Regions from separate parts of the Mus musculus genome. Here region 2 is linked to region 1. A link is a contact called in public Micro-C data. All regions are on one chromosome and are shown on one strand. Each heading gives the region's core, a stretch centred on a gene start, on an enhancer-like site or on the middle of the called end of the contact. The rest is flanking DNA. Distances are from core to core; before and after follow the strand shown. Region 1 holds the start of Dpy19l1 (dpy-19-like 1 (C. elegans)). Region 2 holds the start of Tbx20 (T-box 20).

What was found. Hi-C and Micro-C count contacts between places; a contact is called where the count stands out from the background.
Region 2: a Micro-C map of embryonic stem cells shows a contact between it and region 1, with 3 times the contacts expected there. The contact joins the promoter of Tbx20 here to the promoter of Dpy19l1 in region 1. A contact is called at or near these places in 1 of 39 promoter capture datasets (neural stem cells), 5 of 484 Hi-C or Micro-C datasets (cardiomyocytes, embryonic fibroblasts and embryonic stem cells) and 3 of 115 datasets of contacts at active chromatin or transcription factors (astrocytes, embryonic stem cells and stem cell-derived neural progenitor cells).

What each region holds. Positions count from the first base shown.
Region 1 is chr9:24,499,646-24,506,579 of GRCm38.p6, forward strand. Dpy19l1 (dpy-19-like 1 (C. elegans)) reads right to left here and starts at 3,495. Exons shown (of 23, transcript NM_001359948.1): 1 at 3,194-3,495. The coding sequence starts at 3,485. It overlaps LOC115487153 (a long non-coding RNA gene), which reads right to left and starts at 2,888. Exons shown (of 2, transcript XR_003948106.1): 1 at 1-2,888.
Region 2 is chr9:24,771,744-24,779,111 of GRCm38.p6, forward strand. Tbx20 (T-box 20) reads right to left here and starts at 2,560. Exons shown (of 8, transcript NM_194263.2): 1 at 1,976-2,560. The coding sequence starts at 2,102. Gm29824 (a long non-coding RNA gene) reads left to right here and starts at 3,981. Exons shown (of 3, transcript XR_870586.1): 1 at 3,981-4,208; 2 at 4,612-4,727.

The DNA.
Region 1 (6,934 bases), core at 2,245-4,744:
TTTGAAGCAGGCATGGGAAGAGAGGCATGGCCTGTACAGAAGTCCTAGTTTCATTTCTCTTGCTGTTGTGAAATATCCTGACAAAAAGCAACACGGGAGAGGGGACGGTTCCCTTGGCTTGAAATCCCAGGTTACAGCCCATTACTGCGGGGAAGGCAGCTAAGAGCAAGGGCATCACACTCACAGAGGAGCACAGAGAACAGAAGCAAGGCATTCATCTTCGCTTACTTGTTCTCACCCAGCTTCCTCCTCTCTCCCTGCCTAGGGAGTGGAATGGCACAGCAAACAACTGCCTGGGTCTTCTTCCCTCAGTCAACAGTAAAGACAACCTCCTACTGGCCAAGAGATAGATAGTCCCTATGACTCTCTTCCCAGGTAATTCTAAAGCAGTGTCAAATTGACAGCTAAAATTAACCAGCACAGAGGGAAAGAAGAAAAAAGAACTTATTGAAAGACAATATGAACTGGAACCATGCTGATAACTGTCTATCATTTCTTGGCCTTGACCCCAGTCCCAGGAGGTTGACTCTACAGCCTGTTTCAGTAGCCTCCAAGGTCACTACAAGCAGGAGACCAGAGTGTGGAAAGGCTGTGTAACTCCTCTTGGGCTCCCTCAAGCGCAGCTGAGCACACATCTTGACAGAGCCAGTTCTCCACACCTCACTCTTCTCCAGTAGTAGAGCCTTACTGTCCACGGCCTTAACACCCTTTGTAGGTTTCTCAACCTTGTTCTTACCTCTGAAGATAGCTCAATTATTAGTGCTTCTTGCCTCAACACAGAAATCTATACAGACATATCTATGGGCTAAGATGAGCTTCCTATGGTGGGAGCAGGTTAGAGGCAATGTATATTATTTTCTGTGGTCAGGAAAGTTTGAAAAACATTTTCAAGGTTCTTCTTCCGCCACTGTCTCCTGTAGCTGGGAGCAAGTGAACTGAAACTACTAAAAATAAACAATTTGAGCCTCTTTAATCATCACCATTAAGTAAGTAGCAATGTTCACATATAAGAAAATCAAACGTACTTATTAAAACAGGTAATGCTCATCACTGCCCAACAATGGAAGAGCTACATTGGCAAGTGACTTATCAGTGCCCAGCACACATGAAGAAAAGCTCTAACCAGTTCTAACATGTGCTGCTGTAATGGCACTCCAAGTTAGGAAATTTATTATAAAATACGAATAAAGCCATTTTATCACAGCTTAATATGTAGTTTTTAGAGTTGAGCAGCTATAAGTAATTCAAGCAACAAGTGACTAGCAAAACCTCTCACCATGTTAAGACCAAGGAGTTATTTTAAAAGTTCCACCCTGAGATGCAACTCTCACACACACCGGGGGATGAAATCAATCGGAGGAAATGTAGTTAGTTACACAGCCTACAAAAACATGGAAATTGCTGACCCTCTGCAGGGTCAGTGGCTTTCTGAGCTTCCACAACATGGTGGTACAAAAGAAATCACTATGGATACCGGCCTTGAGAGTACAGGGCCAGAACTGACCCAAGGACACCAGATCCTGATCCTTCAGCAGAGCCTTCATTCTCTCCAGGTGCTGTGTGGTCTCACAGCAGATGGCCAAGCGAGAAGACAGAGACTGTGGTGTTCCTCCTAACTCCCACCCTTGGTGACCTCTATCCAGGGTACACCTAAGACTACGGCCTGCCACATTCACTGTACTTCCACTCACAAAGTCAAAAAGAGCAAGTCAAGAGAAATGCTGCCCACCTGCATTGAACAAAACAGTATTTCTGCAAGGGCATTAGTAAACCCAAATATAAGCCATCCAGTATAAGCAAACCCAAAGGAACTGTACCACAAAACATGAAAAGAACAGGACCCTTTAAAATCTATTATTGTCTCTCCCTAAAATAAACAGTGTCATCCCTTACTCTACTACAGTTGCTGTTTGTACTAGCCGTTCACAAACGCTGGAGCTTTCTTCTGCCGTGGGATCAGAAATCAGGATTATGCATTTGCTTTTACATAGGAACTGATGCTGTAAAATGCTTTGGGTACAAACATGCATCACCCAAGGAGTTGGTATTGCTCTTCAGGACATCCCTGGGTAAGCAGGGCATGGGATAACTCCATATAACACAGAAGGAAGGCCCTCAAAGTGAGACTTAAACCAAAATCAAGCACTCTGCACCAGTGCTGAGTGCCTTCAACCTCAGCCACTGTACCACGCTGCCTCCCCAAGGTGGATTTAACCTGTACACTTGCCATGTTCTCAAGCTAGCTGCTGAAGGAGGGAATGATGAAAATAATGAATTTGCCAAATCTTGACCCAAGTATTTAAAAAAAAAAAATCCTAGTAACGATGCCAGCCTTCTTGAACCCACAAACACACAGCCATGACTGGCTTTCAATAACTATACAGCTGCAGAAGAGGCTGGCCCCACAGGAAGGCTGATTTTGCTGTATTGTCTGTCTAAACCCCAAACTTCAAGCACCCCAAACTCTTAGAGGTCATTAAGCAACAGGGAAAAGATAGTAAGAAAATATCACTACATAATTCAACAACTAAATCCCATCGTGGCAAAAATATCACAGAATCCTTATGAAGGGCTTGTTAAAATTAGGCCTATTAATCCAACTTCTATAAACTTGCCTTATCCGACAAAGTCACAGAAAACGAACCCAGAAGATAGTCCACACGTAAATGCCTCAACTTTATTTCTTCTAGGCACAAGTTACATCCCATCCATTTGGTGCATGGAAGAAGGTAAAGAGATGCCAGCAGGCAAGGTTAAAGCTTGGGCATCCAAAACACGACGCAGCCTGAAAAGTGACAGAACCACGAAGTGCCACCCTCAGTGTTTGCGGCCAAGAAGGGAAAAAGCACGCTAAAATTTAATTATAAGTTTGGCAACTTTCTAAGTCAGGAAACCTGGGTATTTCGAGCTCCAGGAATCGCTCGCATCACCAAGCAAACCATCCTCCGAAGTAGCGGCTGGGCCAGGGGTAAAGAGTGGACTGTGGATGCAGGCAGAATCCAGTCTCCTCGGCGCGGACCAGCCCGCCCGCGGCCAGCCGAGCAGCTGTTGATCTCGGGGCCATGTTTTTAAAAGCCCGGGCGGACCGCGGGGCAGAGGATGTGTGGAGCTGAGCCCCGGAAGGAGCGGGGAGGAGTAGGGAGGAGGCAGGAGCGTCCCGGGAAAAGTCAGAGAGGGCTGCTAACTGGCTCACCTAGCAGCAGCGTGCTCCAGGTCCGGCCGCGCCCGCGCCGCAGGCCCAGCGCCCAGTGCAGCCCGGCCGCCAGGCGGCCCGCGAGGCCGTCCGGGGCGGGCGCGGCGGTCCCTGCGCGGGGTCCCTTCCTGCCCGCCGCGCCCCTGCGCCCCGGCGACGGCGGCGTGCGCTCCGACCCCAGCTCCCCGGCGTCCACCTCGGATGCCCCGCTCAGTGGCGGCGGCGACGAGCGGGCCGACCGGGGCGGCCTGGGAGCCGCGTCCCGGTGCTTGCTCCGCGCCTGCAGGACCATCTTGGCATAGTCGCGCCCGCTAGCTGCGCGCGCCCGGACGGCGGCCGGGATCCGCGGACTGGCGGTCGCTCACTCTGGCCGGCGAGGGCGGGCCGGGAGGCGGGGACAGCGCGGGCCGTGTGGCCGCTGCCTACCGCGTGGCGGCCGAGAGGCGGCGCCGGACTCCCGCGCCTCCGCCGTTGCCGCTCTCGGGTTGCCAGGGCGACAACGGAACGCCGCGGGGCGGAGGCGGGGACAAACTGCGAGCGGCGCGGCCCCGCCCCTCCGGCGCGCGCGCCCGGGCGCGCTCCAGCGGCCAAGCGCGCACGCGCGGGCTACCAGCGGGGCGGGACCGGCGGCCAGGGGAGTAGCGTGGACGACCTCCCGGAAGCGGCAGTGCGCCCTCGGGAACCGGGGATCTGGCTGTGAGGCGGCGTGGCGCGGGGCGGGAACCTAGTGGCCACGGAACGGCGCCGTGGGTACACTCCGGGGTTTCTGTGCATTAGGCTTGTGCAAGAAACTAACGGGGTAAAAGTGTGACCTCGCCACTCAGAACAGCCAGGTTTCTGGTTCAAGGATGAGAAGCAGGGAGTGGACCGAGTATTCAAATAAGTGTCCGGTAGGTCGGAGCGAGGATGTAATCTGAAGGCCTGGGTAGGAACCCAAACTCAAGTCATAAATGAAAAGGGCCTGTCAGGGAAGGTTATCCACGTGTTACTTTTACCTCATGTATACTGAAAGTATGGAAACCGGCTAAAAGATGTGACACTTGAAAACGAATTTTCTCATAGCAGGATGTAGGAGTTAATGAAGAAGCCCAGGGAAAGAAAAAAGAAAAAAAAAAAAAAAGAATATGTTCCAAGTTAACCTTCCTTGCCTCCAGCCCATTGCTATTTGCACAAAGCCTTGGAGAATTGCAGCAGCGAGACTTATTTCTTGGCTCCTGTCCAAATGAGCTTGTTCCAAAAAGTCTGGATGCTGGAAATCAAGGCACATCGTTTCACTTTTCTCCACAGTAATTACAGGGGTTTCAGGAGGCTCTGGCTTCTATTGCTCACGACTTTATTAATATGAGCATTCATTAACTCAGGCACAAAGAATGGATTTTGTTAAAGGACTCACCGCTATATTACACTTTGTAAGTTTCCTGAGTTTGATTATTAAGTTATGTATTGAAAACAAGGAACAACTGTTTAAGACACCTCTATTTAAAAAAATGATTGACAGTGTCATACAGGGGCTTATATTGTGAAATAAGGTATCAGGTTGATAGAGTGTTATTTCTAGGGTTGATACTAAATTTATAACCTACCAGATTAAAAGAAATTTACTTCAGTGTCTGCCAAAGACAATAACAGTAATTTCATCACTAGCATACTTATTAATTAGAAGACACACGGAGCTACAGTATTGGATTGCTTGTCCCTGAGATGTGGGGCATGCTTCCCAATCAGTTTTTCCATGGAGTGTCACTGGTTATATCACCCACAATCCAGGGCAGTCCTTGGGCCCACCAGTAGTTGGCTAACACACAAAAAAACGAACTCTGTGGTTATGTTGTTTGTGGAGTTTTTGTTTTACTTTGACATTTTTGTTGTTGTTGTACTGATCTTTTGCTTGTTCCAGGTTTCATTTTTGTGCTTTTGAGTGGTATTTTAAAAAGATTTGGGAGGTAAGAAGTTGAATGATAGGGAGGTTCTGGGAAAAATTAGGGAGAGGAAAAATGATCAAAATATACTGTATGAGAAAAATTAAAAGTGTGTACAAAAAGAAAAAAGTTTCCTAGTGCTTTCTGGGCTCTGTGGGGGAAAACTTGTGGTGGGGGAGGGGCGACTGATTAATTGGTACAATTCTGTTAGATGATTTTCTTGTTCAGTAAATGAATGGATGAGTACAGGAAACAGCATAATCAAACATGATGTTCCTAGCTCTTGAACATTCTCCACATGACCTGAGTTTCTGGAAGAAACCAAATCTCTCTAGTAGTCATCTTTAGCTGCAGCTTTGACCCAAGCTCAGAACATGGCTGAAAATTTGCTCAGTTGACTTAGAAAAGGACTACTTATGGGTGGGGCAGACCCGGTAGATCTTAATTCCTCTCCTGTGATGCACCCTCAGGAAACCTCAAGTAAGGGAAGTGTGAACTGTGGGGGTAGGGGGATGGTGCTTGGTTTGAGTTTTGGGTTTTGTTTTTTGGTTTCATTTTTTGTTTCTTCTAGACCCAGGTTGGAATCCCTGCTCTGATGCCTGGCACGACTCTCCTCTTCACACCCTTCACCTTTTGAATCTCCGTTTCCCCCTCTCTGGGATAAGAAGAATTTTTATTTAGAATTGAGCCAAGAGATGGCTCACAAGCGGAGGCAGGAAATCAAGAGCCACCCTAGACTTTAATGGTCCTCGACTCCTTGGGTGTCAGGTTTCTCAGATCTGACCTGAATCACTCACTGACCCTGCTTCCAACAGGTGCTTTACAAAGTAATATCCATTTCATGAATCACTAAGCCTAGATACAATAGCAGGCCACTCCTGGTGCCCTGCTCCTCAGAGGGAGGATGTTTTGCTCTGGGAAGTGGTAGAACTGAAAATGGAGTCTTTAGAGAATATGCCAGACTTGATTTAACCTTTAAAACTCTAGAAGATCTGGAATACAGTTTATTTGTCTCTGTATTATTAGACCAGTGCCTACCACATAGTGATTGATATTTTTTTAAAAACTGACAAACTAAAAGCTACTTCTTAATTAATAAAAAATTATGTTGGGCTAAAGAGATGGCTCAGAGGTTAAGAGCACTGACTGCCCCTCCACAGATCCTTAGTTCAATTCCCAGCAACGATATGGTGGCTCACATCCTTTTGTAATGGAATCTGATGCCCTCTTCTGGTGTGTCCAAAGACAGTGACCATGTACTCATACAAATGAAATAAATCTTTAAAAAGTTATATGTGCACACTCACATGAATTAAGACAAGGCTACAATGACTTTAAATTAAGTATTGGCATATATGACTTTAAATTTAGTATGCTTTCTATGCTTTAATGGTATACCAGAAAGATAATTCCTACTGCGATGCTATAGAATACTAGCCTGAGACAAAGAATCTAAGCCAGGAATCAAAAAGAACTACTACTACTCAAGAAATGTTCCAAGGCTGATTCCTGAACAAAACACCAATCCAATTCTCACTATAAAACTATACTTTGCCCATGGATGTGTTGAAGACACTTTGTGTGCACCTATAAGAATAAGTGGTAGATGATATAAAGATGAAGTAGACATAGAATGAAGATTAAAAGTATTAAATCGTAAAGCAAGACAAGTAATCCAGAAAGGTAAAACTTAGTAATGAGTAATGAAGAAAGTAAGCGGGAGGGGGCGGGGGGCGTGCTAGGAATTGGCCTCCTCTGTGTTATCATTTAAGGCTCTATTTTGGATCTTTCAAATGCCTTTTCCTCCCTCCACCCCACTGTT
Region 2 (7,368 bases), core at 1,310-3,809, 270 kb after region 1:
TGCGATGAAATGGTTCCTATCTCTCATGCTTCTTAATGTGAGGCTAACGGAAAATAGACGTGAGTGAATTAAGTATTATCAAGTGAATTATCATGCAGGTTGTTTCAAAATCAAAGGAACCCAGAAAGTACCAACATCCTGAAACACTTTTGGAAGTGAATATACACCACATCTTTATAGGGAATTGGGACACCATCTAATTTTCTCTTATTTTCCAACAACTGACAGGCAAGCCCTGTAAGTGCCACCTGGCCAGAGCACCACAGAAATAGAGAAGGACAACAAGAAAGAACTGCCCAGGAGGTTACTGGAGTAGAGCTAATATACTTGAGTGACACATTGGAAATCCACCATCTGCAGACATCTTTTTCCCCAATGAAACAACCTTCTATCTCCTAAAAGAACCTTTGGGTGTTTCAGTTTCTGAGTCTTGATTTAGACATTAAGTAATTTGTTCTGTTGGGCTGGTGAGTGTAAGGGATAAGAATAAAATGGACAAGAGTTGTTCTCCAAACAGGTGACCAGACTCCTTTCAGAGACTGGAGGGGGTAACCGGGGTGAGAGCTAGGATTGGCTTAGCATTTAAAATTTGTAATTTTGATTGAAGAACATTTTTTGTTGTTGCTTTGTTTTATTCTGTTTTATTTAGAAAACTAGTTAAAGAACTGATACAGAAATGAGAGTAGTGGAGCTGGCAAGCTTCCAGACCACTGCTCACATGTTTGTCAGGAATTTTGACCTGAGATCTTCTTTTCCTACTGGGTACCAAAATGAGATGGGGGTATTAAATTCCCTAAGTACAAGGATAATGATCGGAAGCCTCAGCAGGTCCAACTTGGACAGTAGTAGCCAATGCTCTCTCTAAATAATCAGGATTTGTTGGCTTGCTCACATTGCCTTCGCAGATCTTGACTTAGGTGGAAGTTAGGAGTTCTTATTCACACTCATTTCCCTGTCTTACATCTCCTTGGTACCACTGTTGTTTTGGACTTTAGTAATCTCCTGTCACTGTGTAAACTCCTTAGTTTCCCAAGCCCCTTTCTTCTCTAGTGTTTATCTTGGATGTGAAATGTATTAGAGTTGGGAAGGGATAGCGAAAAAGAAAAAAGTGATGACTTTTTTCAACTGTCTTAACTTAGCTACTTGATTTCTGATAGTCGGCGATTAGGGTGTGCGATAATTATTACCAAGGCCCTTAGAATAGCAACTCATTTTCCCTGGGTTGTAAGGGTTTTCAGAACCCCTATCCTGAGCAGTTGCTTTTATACAACTCTCGTGTGCTCAAGACACCCTCACCGCTCATCTCTCTTTAATCTGTGCCTAGTTTCCTCTGTAAAGAAAACAGTTTTTATAGAGACAGTGTTAAATTTCGAGGAATTTGGGGAGGCCTTGCCAGTCTCAATTGAAAATCGCAAGTATAAAATGGGGGTTCCTGACCAAAAAAAAAAAAAAAAAAAAAAGCCGGCTCTTGCGTGGAAAAACCGGCCTATTTTATAGTCCTTTTCAGACATATTAAGACTGTTAATTGTGATAGAAAAATTAAACTGGCTTCTTGTGAAGTCTCAGAGTCTTTGATTCCAAGCGCAGGCTTGGGTGTTATATACCACCGTGGATCCCGAATCTTAACCCTTACTTGTCCTTGAATTTGTTTTCATTCAAACAAACAAATTTGTACAGCATTCATACTATCTAAGTGATGTCGAGATTCCAAGAAACTGGGGAAAGCGAATACAAACACAAGCCGGTAGTGAGAATTCACTACCTTTAATTGATGGTGAAGCCTCCAAAGAAAACTTGAGAGGAAAAGAAAAAAAAAAAGTCTTTCTCCCAGGACCGAATTCTGGTCCATACTCTGAGACTTAGCAGTAGATCCAGACGGTAGAAAAAGCCACCTTTGCTTCCCGCGGAGCAAACTGCCCGCACCCGGGAAACAGATTAGCAGGGCCCATACTGACTGCCTAGTACCCCGACTTACCCAGGGGTTTGATGGTGTTCTCTGCTGCCTCCTTCTCCTTGGGGCCGCCGCTGGACATAAGCGCGGCGATGGAGAAGGCATTGGCTCGAGAGGAGAGCTGGGGCTTGGGCGACGCCGTGAACTCCATGGTTCCCAGCGTGCGGTCCTGCTCAGGAACCTGGACTGACAAACCACAGTCCAGCTTCCCCAAAGGGAGACAAAGACCCGAAACTGCAGCTCAAAGTTCCAGAGAGCAAGCAAAGCGGAACTGGGGACCCCCCCGAAGCGTCCGTTCCCAGGTTTTGATGGCCTCTCCAGTCCACTAGAGCAAAGCAGGGGAGCCGCAGAGACTTCGAACCAGCAGGAAAGCAGGGTGGGGACCAGCCGGGAACTCAAAACTGTAAGCCCACTGCGCAAAACGCGGGGTCCCCAGCACCCACGCCGAGTTCTCCCTCCCTTCCCTCCTTGGGTCCGCTGAGTGGCCCAAGTCCGAGGAGGTGACGATCGGCGTGGGACTCTAGAGGGTGCGGAAACCAGGGAGTCGGATCTCCTCTCTGCAGAGCGCAGCAAGGCGCGACCTAAACTGTGCCTAGGCGCCTGCTGCCTCGCGCCTTAATTTGCTGGCGGTGGCCATCCCTGCGGGCAGCAGCCAGTCAGCGTGGTCTCACGTCACTGCTTCCAGACTGTGCGGAGTGGGGCGGGGCCGAGCGGCGCAGGGAGAGAGCGCCTAGGGCACTGCGCCCTCCTGCCTCTGCGCTCCCGGTGGAGAGCCGGAGAAGACGCACAGTGAACAGGGTGGCGGAGCTAGCCGGACCGCCTCCGCCCAGAGTCTCAGATCCCGCAGGAGGGAAGCATGCGCTGTCTAGAGAGGCACTTTCACTGCTACCCAGAAACAGGCATTTGCGTTGCTCTGGACTGAATGTCACCAAAGGAAGTCCTACTGAGTTCCGCATTTTCTACCTTTCCTACTGGAGCTCCCAAATAGTTGAGAAGGGCCCAGTAGAGCAAATTCCTCATCGCTGAGCGGCATTAACCTGGTGACGCAGCACAGTGCCTAGTGCTAGGTCCCCTACTTGACAGTCCCCAAGTTATGTCTCTTTTCACAGAGAGCTGGAGAGGCAGGGCTCTGGGAAAGAATGCTGAGCTGCAGGGTGCCTGTAGGAAGGATACTTTGTTTTGATTTTTTGTTTGTTTTTGTTGATTTTGTTTTTGGCGAACCTGGCTTTCTGCTGTGTGGTGGTTTGTTTCCCTTCTAGTCTGGGTTTTCTATTCTGGAGACTCTGAAAGTAGGGAAGTGGCCTGAAGCAAGGAGGGGGGGTCAGGACTTGGAGCTCTAAGGGGACCATGCGATGCATAGTGACTTTCTGGCTCCTCCCCCGCCCCCCCCCCACACGGAACCATCTATCTGCCTTGCAGACGCAGACTGGGCTAAGGACTTCCCACAGCCTTGTGGAGGGAGTCCTGTTGGCCTTGCTCAGTCTAAATAATTCGAATTCTCCAAATTCGCGGGGTAATCCGCTTCACTCTCAACCATGTAAACTCTAGAGGACACACACACTCAAGCTATACTTGTAAATATTTGCTCTCCTTTCCAGCCAGTTGATCTGGCGATTAGGAACCTCTTGGTAGGTCTTAAGGGGGTAGGGGAGGGGTGGGGTGAAGAACATAAAAAGAAAGACATACCCTGTCTCCCATTGCATCCTCTTCACAGCTCCCGAAACATAGTTATGGGCGAAATCGAGAGCCAGAATAACTATGAAGAACATCCCGTGTAAACAGAATGTTGGCATCTGAGGAAGTTCTGATTTAGACTGGCCTGGCCATCCTGTCTATGTTTGCTCGTTTCAGCATTTGGGTTGTAATGTGTCAATGTTGAGGGAAATTAGAAATTAGTAAAACTGCAGACTTTTCATACTAGAAGGTTTTTTTTTTTTTTCCTTGTCTGGACCAACTACTTTGAAAAGATCGAAGGTGACAAGTTGGCAGAGCAGTGTCTCTTTTTTGCAAGTCTCCCCCATCCTCCAACCATGTCCCAGTCATTCCCCTCTCCTCCCCACAGGTCAGGAATCTCTGGACTCATAAGTGTGTGCAAGTCAGTAGAGAGTATCAGATCTCCTGGAGCTGGGATTACAGGCTGTTGTGAGCCCTCTGTGTGGGTGCTAGGGAGTGAAGTCCTCCAGATCTCTAAAGAGGAGCAAATGCTTTTAGCTGCTCATCCATCTCTCCTGGCCTTAGATACAATGTCTCAATCAAGGTAGTGTTTTCTTTTTATTGTAAGGTTCCCATTGGTTTGCTTCTTGTCTGATTTTTTTAGAGTTTGTCAAGGAAGATGGATTTATTTGAAGAAGAGAGTTTTTGTTTTTGTTTTTTTAATTTGGGAGAGAGAGGTTTACTTAGACCTTGATATAATGTTTCAACTAATGTAGATTTTGTTGGTTGGATCTAGTTTTCAATAGCTCACTGTGTTGTTACACCCTAATTAATAAAACTATTATTCCATCTTATAAGGGGAGGTACTGTCTTTACTACCTTAGCAGCTTAGATTGTTGGAATGGCATCCTGAAAGATACATCAGTTTCAGAGAAGCAGACTGAGCACAGGAAAGCAGAATTGCTGAACTTGCTTTCCCTTTTCCTACAAGTGCCACTGTGTCCCAGTTCTAGGATGTTTGTGGGCAGAAAATCACTCAAAAGCAGAAGAGACTGCGCAAGTGGGAGGAGACAGCAAGCTGAAGGAATTGAAATGAACACTTAAACAAAGCCATAGGCCAGAGGTGAGTCACTTGGGTGTCCCTAAGCTATGCATCTTGTTGGCGTTGAAACGATCATCACAGCCAAACATTACTACAGGCTTATTATACTGGTAAGCTGCTCTCCTCTTAGATCCAATGCCTATATGAATCAATGTGTTGCTATAGGACCTGTAGCTAGTGCTGACAGAGAGGAATCGCCTCAGGGTAATCTAAACCTCCTGCCTAGGGAAGCTGAGGGTAACTAGTCCTGAGGTCCTTTCAAAACCGTCCGGGAGCAAGGGTTAATGCATAAAACCCCCGTGGAGCTAGAACAAAGCAATCACGTTAACACTTCCCTCAACCCCGCCTGGGCTGCTGACAGGCTTGTGTGTTCAGGCTGCTTTCAGACACTGGAAACGGCTTTGGACTTGAGGAAAGCTTTGAGTCTTGACTTTTAACACTTGTTAGCACTGTGGCTATGTGGGCTTCCTAAACCTCTCCAAGCTTTGGTCTCATCATCTACTTTTAAAATGGGACTGATACTTTATTGCTATATGATAGATGGCTTTGTGAATTTAAAAATGTGCAGTGTGTGTAAAGCACCCAACCGTAAGTAACGACGATGACTCCACAGGAGCAAAGCGATGCAGCTATTTAATTATTTGAATTTGAGCTGCATATTCTTGACCACAGAGATATCAGATTGTTCTGGACTATACACCGAAGATTGAGACCACGTAGAGGCGCTTGGACTGCCAAAGACAGCTAAACTTCAGAGCTAGCAGAGCCATTTAAGATTTCGATACTGTCTGGAAGGTCTGGGCAATGTCCCCTAATATAAGGCACGCGCATTAGAAAATTCTCTTTTGCAGTCCCCCTGAGCTCAGGAACTTAAGACAACTCCCTCAAACTGTCTAGGAAGTAATCAGCGAGCCGCTTTCAGCCTAGGTTCCAGAGTTAACGAATGCTCTCTGGACGCTTTGCCGGGAGCTATAGGGACAGATCCCGTAAAAATCTAGCTGGCCGTCCGCAGGCGCGGAGGGTGAGAGCTGCGCCTGGGCGCTGGGCCAGGTACCAAGCAGAGGGCACCATCGCGCAGCTGAGCTTGGGAGACAGAAGTCAAGGGCAACAGGGACATCAGCTTCACAGTAATCAGGCAACTACTTCCTATAATGGCCCTAAGTCCTATCCCGATCTTCCCGTTCTTCCGGGTAGACACTTTAAAAGTAAAGGCCACCAAGCCTTTAGATCAGTAAATTTGGTTTGCAAAGGAGGAGAGACGCCCCAAACAGTGCGGGGAGCAAGGCGGCCACATCCCTAAAAGACCCCCCGAGGAGCGTTCCTTGGAACGCGGGAGCATTGCGCTGCCTGGTGCTGGATAAGGAAGGTTCCGCGCGAAATCAGACTGAGAATTGCGAGAAGTTCCACGGAAACGTTAGGTATTTTCGAACACACGCGGTTTGTGGGAAGCAAGGATGTGGGTCCCAGCAAACGCAGCAGGCTGTGGTCCTAAACATCCAGATCTGCAGGGGACCTTGGTAGCTCTAAGGCGCTGGGCTTCTTTACCCAGCTCCCTTTCTAAGGCCAAAGCAAAGACAGCTTCCTACGTGTCACCATCCGGAAGCTGAGAGAACGCGCACCTGGGGTCTCACATTCCAGCCCAGTCAAGGCTGGGAGGAGAGGGGCGTAGCGCGGACATTAGGCAGTTGCTGTCCATCTTCAGTGCCCACGTGATCTGGAGAGCAGGCACTAAAGGCTGCGGAATATTTCCTAAGCTGCAGGCTCTAGAGGCAGCAGCTGAGGAGACTGTAGCTTCCATGTCCTCTTGGGACCAGTCCTCCGCTTGCCAGAGTGTTGGCCTGGCCCCATTCCACAGCGTCTTTGGACCTGTGGCCTTGACGTCTCATGTTCACTCCACCCCTGCATCTTCGTTTCCTACTCTCTGTTTTCTTTGAAGTGTATCACTTCCCCGCACCAAACCAAACCACCGGCTATGAAAGCAGACTACTCTTTAAAAGTCAAGAATTTCAAACATTTCGATTTTTAAAATCACATTAAAATATTTGCTTGATTGCTGAGGTTGGGTCACTTCTAAATTTGGGAGTCTCACTCAGCCCAAAGCTTATCAGGAAGGTTAAGAATTTGATCGAAATTATGTTGACAATAAGCGGTAGTCAGGACTGAACGCAAATGTGCAGCGTTTGGAAGAGTCGCGCCTGCATCCACAGTGTCCACTCTTAGAGCAGCCCCTCAGCAGGTAGTGGGGAACAGACACAGGCTCAGTCCACTTGGGCCTTTGGTGAAAATCCAGCTGGACAAATTCTCTCGCGGTGCGGGAGGATGTGCATAGGGCCTGTGTGGATAGCTGTCTCCATAATCAGCCAAAGGGTCCTTCCAGAAGTGCGGTTTCTTGGGCGTTTAAAATGAAACAAATTCAAAGTGCATATACAGGAGAGCAGCCACGTCTGCCTTATGGCGCCATTTTCCTGTCAAGTATGGCCAGTTTGGGAGATGCTGCCCGGTTAAACTCCAATCAGCTCAAATGGATTCTTTTGCTGCCACAACTGGGCATTGACCCTTCTGGTGACTGCAGCAGCGGTCCCACCTTTGCCACTTTGCACAAGGAAGCTGAAACAGCTGTTCAATTACGATAGACCCACATCTCTATCCCGAGGTTAGAAAT